Linked DNA regions of Mus musculus: region 2 is linked to region 1. Evidence: chromatin contacts called from public promoter capture Hi-C data. All regions are on one chromosome and are shown on one strand. The core of a region is the stretch at or near the end of the contact, and the rest is flanking DNA. Distances in the headings are between cores, read along the strand shown. Region 1 has its middle 87 kb from the start of 6820426E19Rik. Region 2 has its middle 50 kb from the start of Cxcl12.

What was found. Promoter capture Hi-C pulls out the DNA fragments that hold promoters and counts their contacts.
Region 2: a promoter capture Hi-C map of hippocampal neurons shows a contact between it and region 1, with 2.8 times the contacts expected there. The contact joins two enhancer-like sites. A contact is called at or near these places in 2 of 39 promoter capture datasets (cranial neural crest and hippocampal neurons), 1 of 15 datasets of contacts at CTCF or cohesin (the NIH/3T3 cell line), 1 of 484 Hi-C or Micro-C datasets (cranial neural crest) and 1 of 115 datasets of contacts at active chromatin or transcription factors (embryonic stem cells).

What each region holds. Positions count from the first base shown.
Region 1 is chr6:117,405,786-117,409,827 of GRCm38.p6, forward strand. No RefSeq gene overlaps it. Among named protein-coding and RNA genes, the nearest start is that of 6820426E19Rik, 87 kb to the right of the region's middle. Within about 2 kb of position 1,821, at least 28 of the 459 cell types and tissues checked have an H3K27ac peak or open chromatin away from gene starts, as enhancers often do. A contact at or near this core is called in hippocampal neurons, where this site is marked.
Region 2 is chr6:117,216,841-117,220,754 of GRCm38.p6, forward strand. No RefSeq gene overlaps it. Among named protein-coding and RNA genes, the nearest start is that of Cxcl12, 50 kb to the left of the region's middle. Within about 2 kb of position 2,386, at least 30 of the 459 cell types and tissues checked have an H3K27ac peak or open chromatin away from gene starts, as enhancers often do. A contact at or near this core is called in hippocampal neurons, where this site is marked.

The sequences.
Region 1 (4,042 bases), core at 571-3,070:
GATATGACTGTAAATAATTAACAAAATACTGCAGAACACTGCTGTACTGGTCAACTCTTATTGGTATAATGAAATACCCAAAGCAGGCTAACTTTATAAAGAAAAGATGTTTATTGGGCTTGTAGGCTCAAGTGCACAGTGTTGGCCTTCTGATTCCCCAATCAGTGCACAGATGGCGTCACATAACCAGACACAGAGAACATATGTGCCTCTTTCCCTCCTCTTAGAAAGCCATCAGGGTACAAAAACTGTGGGCTCTCTCCTAACGAACTCGTCTAATCTAATCATTTCCCAGCGGCCCTACCACTAATCTCATAGCTGGATTATATTTCTAACCTCAAGGCCATTAACATAAGACTTTGGAGATTACATTCCTGCACAAGCCAGAAGGAACATACCCTATCCAAACCGCAGCGAGTGCACTGCCACGTGAGAGGCCAAGTATCAGTGCTATTGTGGGCTGGAACTCCGATTATTTCATGACAGACGACCTAGGGACTGAAGTCTTCTCCCTGGGTCTGCTCCTAGGAAAGCCAGCCTGGCATGGTGACAGTGTGCATACGATCTCCATGCAGAGGACGTAGAGATGGGAGGAGCCCTGAAACTGGCTGGCTCCAAGCCTAAGCCTCATGGGTGAGCCCCAGGTCAGAGTGAGAGACCTTGTCTCAAAATACAAGACTGACAGACCCTGAGGAGGAAAGACATCCAAGGTGGTCCTATGGCGTCCACGTATGGGCATGCACATGCATTGCATCACATGTGCACCTATCTATACATGTGAATGCAGACACCTGCACACACACACACACACACACACACACACACACTTCCTTACTCATACACGCTAGTGGCACCAATAAAATGAAGTGGTCACAGTGAAGGTGCTGGGAGATGTAATTGAACTCTCATATGCAAATTTACCTTCTATGGAGATTTTGCACTTCGACACTGTAGATAATCATAGGAGGCCATCGCTGTGTCAATCAACAACTTCTCTTGAGGTCGAGCTGGGGTGTGCTCACCTTCCTTCCCTCTGTGGTTGTGGCCTCGATCATAATCTAAAGTGACATTTCCAGGCTTCTGCTCCACTGATTCCCACCAACTGTGGTTGCCTGCTTCTCTCAACCGCCTTCAACTTCTTCCTCTAAGGCTTCGCCTCTCCTTCCTACCCGCCTATCACATAGCCTTTTCCACATTAAAATTCCGCCCAACTCCGGGCAATTAGGGTAACTCGGCAGAGCCTTTGGAATCCTCTGTTTAAAAAGGCCACACTTCATGTTCCTTCCACATCCATTTAAGTGGAACCTACAGAGGCCAGCACAGGGCCAATCACTGAAGAAAACTACCTTTTGTTATTTTATGTAAGGAAGAAATTTAAAAATTCAGCTTGCAAAAAGAGCGACCCAAACCCCTACTTTCTTCCCTTAAACCTCTCTCCATGTTTATTGCCCACCATAAATTTCTTTAAAAAGGCAACCGATGCAGTAAAACCGTCACAACAAAGCTGAAACAAGTACGCAAGCCCAGGCAGAGGCCAGATTTATGGTCAGAAATATGGAGTGTGTCTCAGCGGGGGCAGGTCATGAAATAGTATGAGCTAATATTGGGGGTGTGAAAACAGGCATTGTTGTTTGGTTAACGAAAGTCACACAATTAAGCAATTCTCAAAAATCAATTAGCCATATGCTGTAAGTAGGATGACATGTTTTTATAACTTCTCCCTGGATGTTTTATTGCCAGAGGATGCTCATGTGGGCATTGGAACAAGAAAATAAAACACCAGCCGGAGAGTCAAAGTGCAGAACTCCAGCCATGATTAATTAAGAGTCCGATCTGGAAAGCCCGGGGTCGCTGAGCAGGCAGCAGGCCTTGGAAGACTGCTCTCCCGGTGCCCACATTCTGTTGCAAAAGTCTCCCCCGCTCCCGCCCTCGCCCCCATTTCTCTTTGTTTTCTCTGTTCTTTTTAATTTAGCACAGATACAGCTGTGAAAACTGCATATTCCATTTGAACTCCATATTGATGCTTCTAGCCGGAAGGTTCCAAGGAGACGTCATTTTAAAAGCTTTTCATGGAAAGTGAGAGGCACATTTCTCAGGGTGAATTCCTGGTGGTGGACTAGTGTTAAGGAATGCTTTTGTCTTTCTGCAATTCAGAGAAGCAGCAGACCTGTCCTCTCTAGTTTTTGAGCTGGCAAAGAAATAGTCATGGGGAGGGTTGTCAAATGGTACTAGAGAACGCGAAGCAGGCGCCATGTTTTGAACAGCTGCAAATTCTCCTGCTTCCTGTATTCACCAGCGAAAGGTAGGATTTCTTTTCCTACACTGTGGATCTTGGCTGGCCTAACACTTAAATCAACAATGCGGGGTACACTTGGCAGGTGCCTAACTCTGTACCAGACCCTCTGCTCTCCACTGAAGGTTCCACTTTCATTTCTGGAGTCCTGCAACCACTGTGTAGACAAGGCTAGGTCACCTGCTGGGTTACAGGAAGCCTGTGGCCCACTCTTCCCTGTTTATGCCTCTGCCAAAATGAAAACAATCTCCAGACAAGTTAAAAGGGCCACCCAGACTGGAGGAACCCCCCTCTCAGCTCATCACAGACACAAGCCAGTCCAGCCTCCATCCACGCAGCCTGAACATCCATTGAACAACAGGCTTGTCCAGCTGCCCACAGACAGCGAGCAAACACCCACAGTGTTTTATCAGCTAGGAAGCTACCAGGTAAAGGAGACGGTAGAACAAGCAGCCCAGAAGATTACAGCAAGCTTCAAATGATCTTGCCCAGCCAGACCTGAACTGCATTGCACACCGCGTGTGAAAGCATAGTGGTCTACCTCATTTTCACATTTAAAAATATCGGGGTGACTCTGCGCTGAGTAGGCCTGCAGAAGGTTGTTGGCCCTTGCCCTTGCTCTGTTGCCAGCTGTGTGACTTGACATCTCTGAGCCTCAGGTTCTCCTTCCAAAATTCAGCTTAATAACTGAATGCTGGGTTTCTCAAGGTAGGCTTCCTGGACCCATGACGGCAGCCTCTCTTGTCAGCCTCTGACCTCCAACTTGTTCCTTCTGATCTGGAAACATGGAGTCTCTAAGATTCCTGTGCTCTGTCAAGCCTTTGGGTGATTACAACTTTCTGGTTCAAGTTTGAGAGCCTGCATTGCTGTGAGCATGCAAAGCACCCAGTACAGGCCAGCCCCTAGTGAATCCCGGGTCTTGATCTCTCCCCTTCGCTGGATGTGCTTCAGTAAAGTGCATACGTGCACATAGGTGTTTGGGTAGTTAATATAAAATGATAGTGAAATATATGTACATGACAGAGATGTATGGCTTCAAAGCAGGCATACTGCCACCTAGCTGGTTGGCGATGAGCCCATTTCTGAATTACACGGAATGAATGACAGATAAAAGTCGCTTTCTGGCTTCTGAAAACAAACAGACCATCTGACTCATCACCAAACCAGCAGGGTCTTCCCTTGAGAGGAGCTGCAGAGTGGCTTGCTGACCTGGCTCAGGCCTGAGCTGGAGAGCTTCTGTCGGGGACTCTCTGATGCCACTTGGCCCGAGGGGCTGCACCCATGGAGTCTGTAAGTCAGCTGTGCCCCCTTTGATATCCACCCAGTTTGACTGCCTAGGGTTTGAGGAACTGGGATATGGAGGGAAAGGCAAGTCAGAGCTCTCTGCATCTGTGCAGGGGAAAAGTACCTGAGCTCTATAAACTGTTGGCCCCAGTTACCCTGCTCACTTCTGTAAGTCAATGACTGCTCGTGATAGCACTGTGTTGGTGGCTGGTTCTGCAAGTGTGACTGATGTGAATCACGTGCCAAACATGCTGCCTGGCACTGGGCACATACTGCACTCAGAACTACCATGCAATATGCTCTGAGTTCTTTGGTACAGACTTTAAATAAGCAGGAGCATGGTGAGCTGAGCCAGCTCTGAGGAATATATATCACGATAGCCTCTCAAGCCACAGAGGCACATGGGTAGGGGAGGGCTGGAGGAGGAGGAGAGGTGGATGAGGTTTAGCCAGCCCTGCAATGGGT
Region 2 (3,914 bases), core at 1,136-3,635, 190 kb before region 1:
GGGATTGAACTCAGGTTGTCAGACTTGGTAGCAAGGGCTTTTACTTGCTGAGATTTGTCATCCCAATTCCTAAAATTATGTGGGTCAGATTAGTACAAAGCTGGGTACTGGGCCAGTAAGGGAGTCACTGTGTGCCCACTGCATGTCAGACAGCACTCTATACTTCCATAGTCTCATTTAACCACCAAAGTGAATATGCCTAACTTATCTCTGGACATCATTACAAACTGGCAATAGCCATTTCCTTGTCGATTCTCTTGGTTCTGGAGGTGGGTAGACTCAGTGGTGATGGCTGACCCCATGTGCTCATGGTTGGATGGTGCTAGGGGTTGATATGCTTTGAGTGTGTTTAATGTAGTAGCAACTTGGTCCCCAGTGGCAGTGTGGAGGTTAGGAACCCTTAAAGGGAAGTGCCCAGAACAAGACAATTAGGTGATTATGGTATGGCCTTCTCAAAGGGGTAATGTAGCTCTCAGGTAATGGTTGGTTTTCTTTTCTTTTCTTTTCTTTTCTTTTCTTTTCTTTTCTTTTCTTTTCTTTTCTTTTCTATGTGGTTTAGATATTTTCTTTTTTTCATTTCATTTTTTATTAGATATTTTCTTCATTTACATTTCAAATGCTATCCTGAAAGCCCCCTATACTGCCCCCCTGCCCTGCTCCCCAACTCACCCGCTCCCACTTCCTGGCCCTGGCATTTCCCTGTACTGAGGCATATGATCTTCCCAAGACCAAGGGCCTCTTCTCCCATTGATGGCTGACTAGGCCATCCTCTGTTACATATACAACTAGAGACATAGTTCTGGGGAGTACTGGTTAGTTCATATTGTTGTTCTTCCTATAGGGTTACAGATCCCTTTATTTAGCTCCTTGGGTACTTTCTCTAGCTCCTACATTGGGAGCCCTGTGTTCCATCCAATAAATGACTGTGAGCATCCTTCTGTATTTGCCAGGCACTGGCATAGCCTCACAAGAGACAGCTATATCAGGGTCCTGTCAACAAAATCTTGCTGGCATATGGTTGGTTTTCACAAGGATGAGTTTCTACAAGGCAGCCATGCTCCAGGCTCCCTCTTTCTTGCTGTTTTGTCATGTGTTCCCATCATCCACCATGGCCTGAAGTATCCAGCAAGCCTTTCCTACACTCAAGCAGATTCTGAAGTTGAGCTATCACTATTTATTATTTGAATTATTGGGGATGGAGCCCAGAAATTTGGACATACAGGGCAAATGTTCTACCCATGATCTGTAGTACCAGGCAAGTATTATATTTGCAAAACTCCAAAACTGAGAGATAAACAACCCTCCTTTCTTAGTTAAAGCCCAACCTCAGGTACTTCATTATAGCAACACATAGTGGAGTAAGACAGGTGATGAGGACTGAAGTCACATTGAGCCTCAGTTAGTGTGGATGTGACATCATCTGGGTCCTCCATTGAGACCCTGGCTGAAGTTGCCTATGTGGTATCTTCAGGTAGTGCTTGGCTCACTCATGGAGAGGAGTTGAGTATCAAGTAGAAGTATCATAAAGCAGTCTGCAGAAACTGCATGGCTTACTTGACCTCATCTCAGAATTACAGTGTCATTTCTACTGCATGCTGTTTGTTACAGTGAGTCTTGAAAGCCAGTCACATTCAAAGGGAAGGATCGAAACAACATAACAACAACAACAACAACAACAACAAAACACAGACAGGTCTTAAATTCAATATGAATTTCTGTCCTCACACAGAGGAGGGAACCAAGGCCTGGAGATCCCAAGGCCCCCACATCTTGGCTCACACAGCTTGCCAGTTGAAGAAGGGGGAACTGAAAGCAGTCCCGCTAGTGCCCAAAGCCTGTTACTGAGCCGCTGTGCGACCCTGTCCCCCAAAACCAGAAGAAAGAAACTAGTAAGCCCTTTAAAAGCAAGGCAGGGGATTCTGCTAAGGGAGCTGAGAAAATCTGAGCAGTGAGGTCTGCACTGTGTGGAAGGGTCTGAGGATGGGTGCAGAGCCTGAAGAAAGGTGCAAGAGGAAAGCATTCAAGGCACACACAGGATGTGTGCGGTTGGGAACACACACATGATCCCTGACTGCTGGGTGAGCATAAAGGACAGAGAGCTGGATGAAACCTGGCTATAAAAGTGTGTCAGTGCCAGCCTGATGCCTTTCTTGTCTTTCATCTCTGACTGAGCAGCATCAGTAGCACACACAGCTTCTTAGCCTCCATCTGGACCTCTCAAATTCGAACCAATAGAGTTGGGCTCAGCATGCTGTTTTTGCAAGCCTGCCAGGTGATTCTGATTCTGACATGGATTTGAGACACTCCGTTCTTGGTACTGGTGCAGGCGACTACCTAGGCAGATCTGCCTACTGTGGTGTGCTGAGCCTATTGCAAAGAGAGAGCAGACTGTGCGTGTGTGTGTGTGTGTGTGTGTGTGTGTGTGTGTGCATGTATGACTAAGGCTCATCTAGAGCAGGAGGGGGGGGCAGTGGTAGGCTTGGAGAGTGTTTGGTGAGGCACTGGATATTGAGGTTTGGCCCTCCAGTGAGAAAGAGTGAGAGCCACCCTCACTGCCCCCTAAAAACTCACAACACAACATTTCTCTGAATCTCTGAGCCATATTGCTCAAGAGTCAGAGCATAAACAGCTCTCTGGGTCGGGTTACAGGGCTGGTTTCCTGCCATAGTATCAACCTACCTACTCTGCATTTTGCCTTTGGCAAAGCATGGCTGGGTCACGCAGTTTCTCTGTTTCTGAACTGCACCACTGACTTTCATAAGCCACATATGCAGACTGTTTTAAAAACTAAGATAAATGACAGAACCTGGAAATTGAAAACATTCTTGGCATAACGCACTTGCTACTTTTAAAAAATCTCTTGTTGTTATCCATCATGTATTCATTCAAAAGTTGTTGTGCACAAAGTAGGTACAAGACCCTTAGAACACAATCAAGGTCTTTGTTGTGCACCTAGTAGGCACAAGGATCCAAGAATGGAGTCATGGCCTGCTCTCTGGCCTTTTCCTTCTTTGTCCTTCTGTGAGATAGAGAAAAACACAGCTTGGAGTTTAGAATTGGGATTCAGGCATTAAGTTTATGATATTGTAAAATCCCATTTTTAGGCACTCTGGGTCACTTAAGAAATGGATTGAAGATCTGCCTTGCATGTCTCAAACTGTGTGAATCACAAAGAGTCAGAGTAAGGGCGCGGCTGGAGAGCAGTGGGGGCTGTGCACGCGCAGCATCCTCCCTTCTTCCTTCCCTGTCACCTTCTGTCACCCCTGTAGGGTCCTTGGCTCTAAGCAGAACACTCCCTTGCCCAGCTCCATGCCCCCATGTGGAGCCCTACAGATGCCATTCTCTTTCCGGCCACTCCTAGCTGGCTGCTGTTCCAATTCAGCAAAGAACATTAAAAAAACCAGTTCAAGGGTCCACTGCACATAAGCAGATCTTTCTGTTTCTTTGCATTCTTTACTGGGAATTCTCACCAATGTGGTTGATAGAGTCGGCTTATTGATATCTAAGGAATGTGTCCCTCTGTTACATAGGAGGCCCCCGAGAGTTCTGGAGTATAGAGGAAGTCTCCAACAGAGGGGAGAGACAGGACAGAGCACATAGCTGCCAGGGTGCCTGGGTGCCTGAATAGGGGATGGGAGCAGGAAATGCAGAGGCCCAGGTCCCTGAGCTCAGTCTTATAGGACTTTAGGCCTTATGAATTACCCAGAGTAAATTGTTCAAGAGTTTTATACATAAAATCTCCCAAATGCTTTCTTTAAAAAGCACAGATTTATAAACCAAATTGACCATCAGGACAGATCTCCATTCACTGGTGAGGGGGTAGCCCTCAGCCATCAGGTGCTTTCTGAGGCCCAGGCAGGCCCTTTGCAGTAGAGACTTCCAACCATTCACAAGCATGCATGACAGAGCCCGGG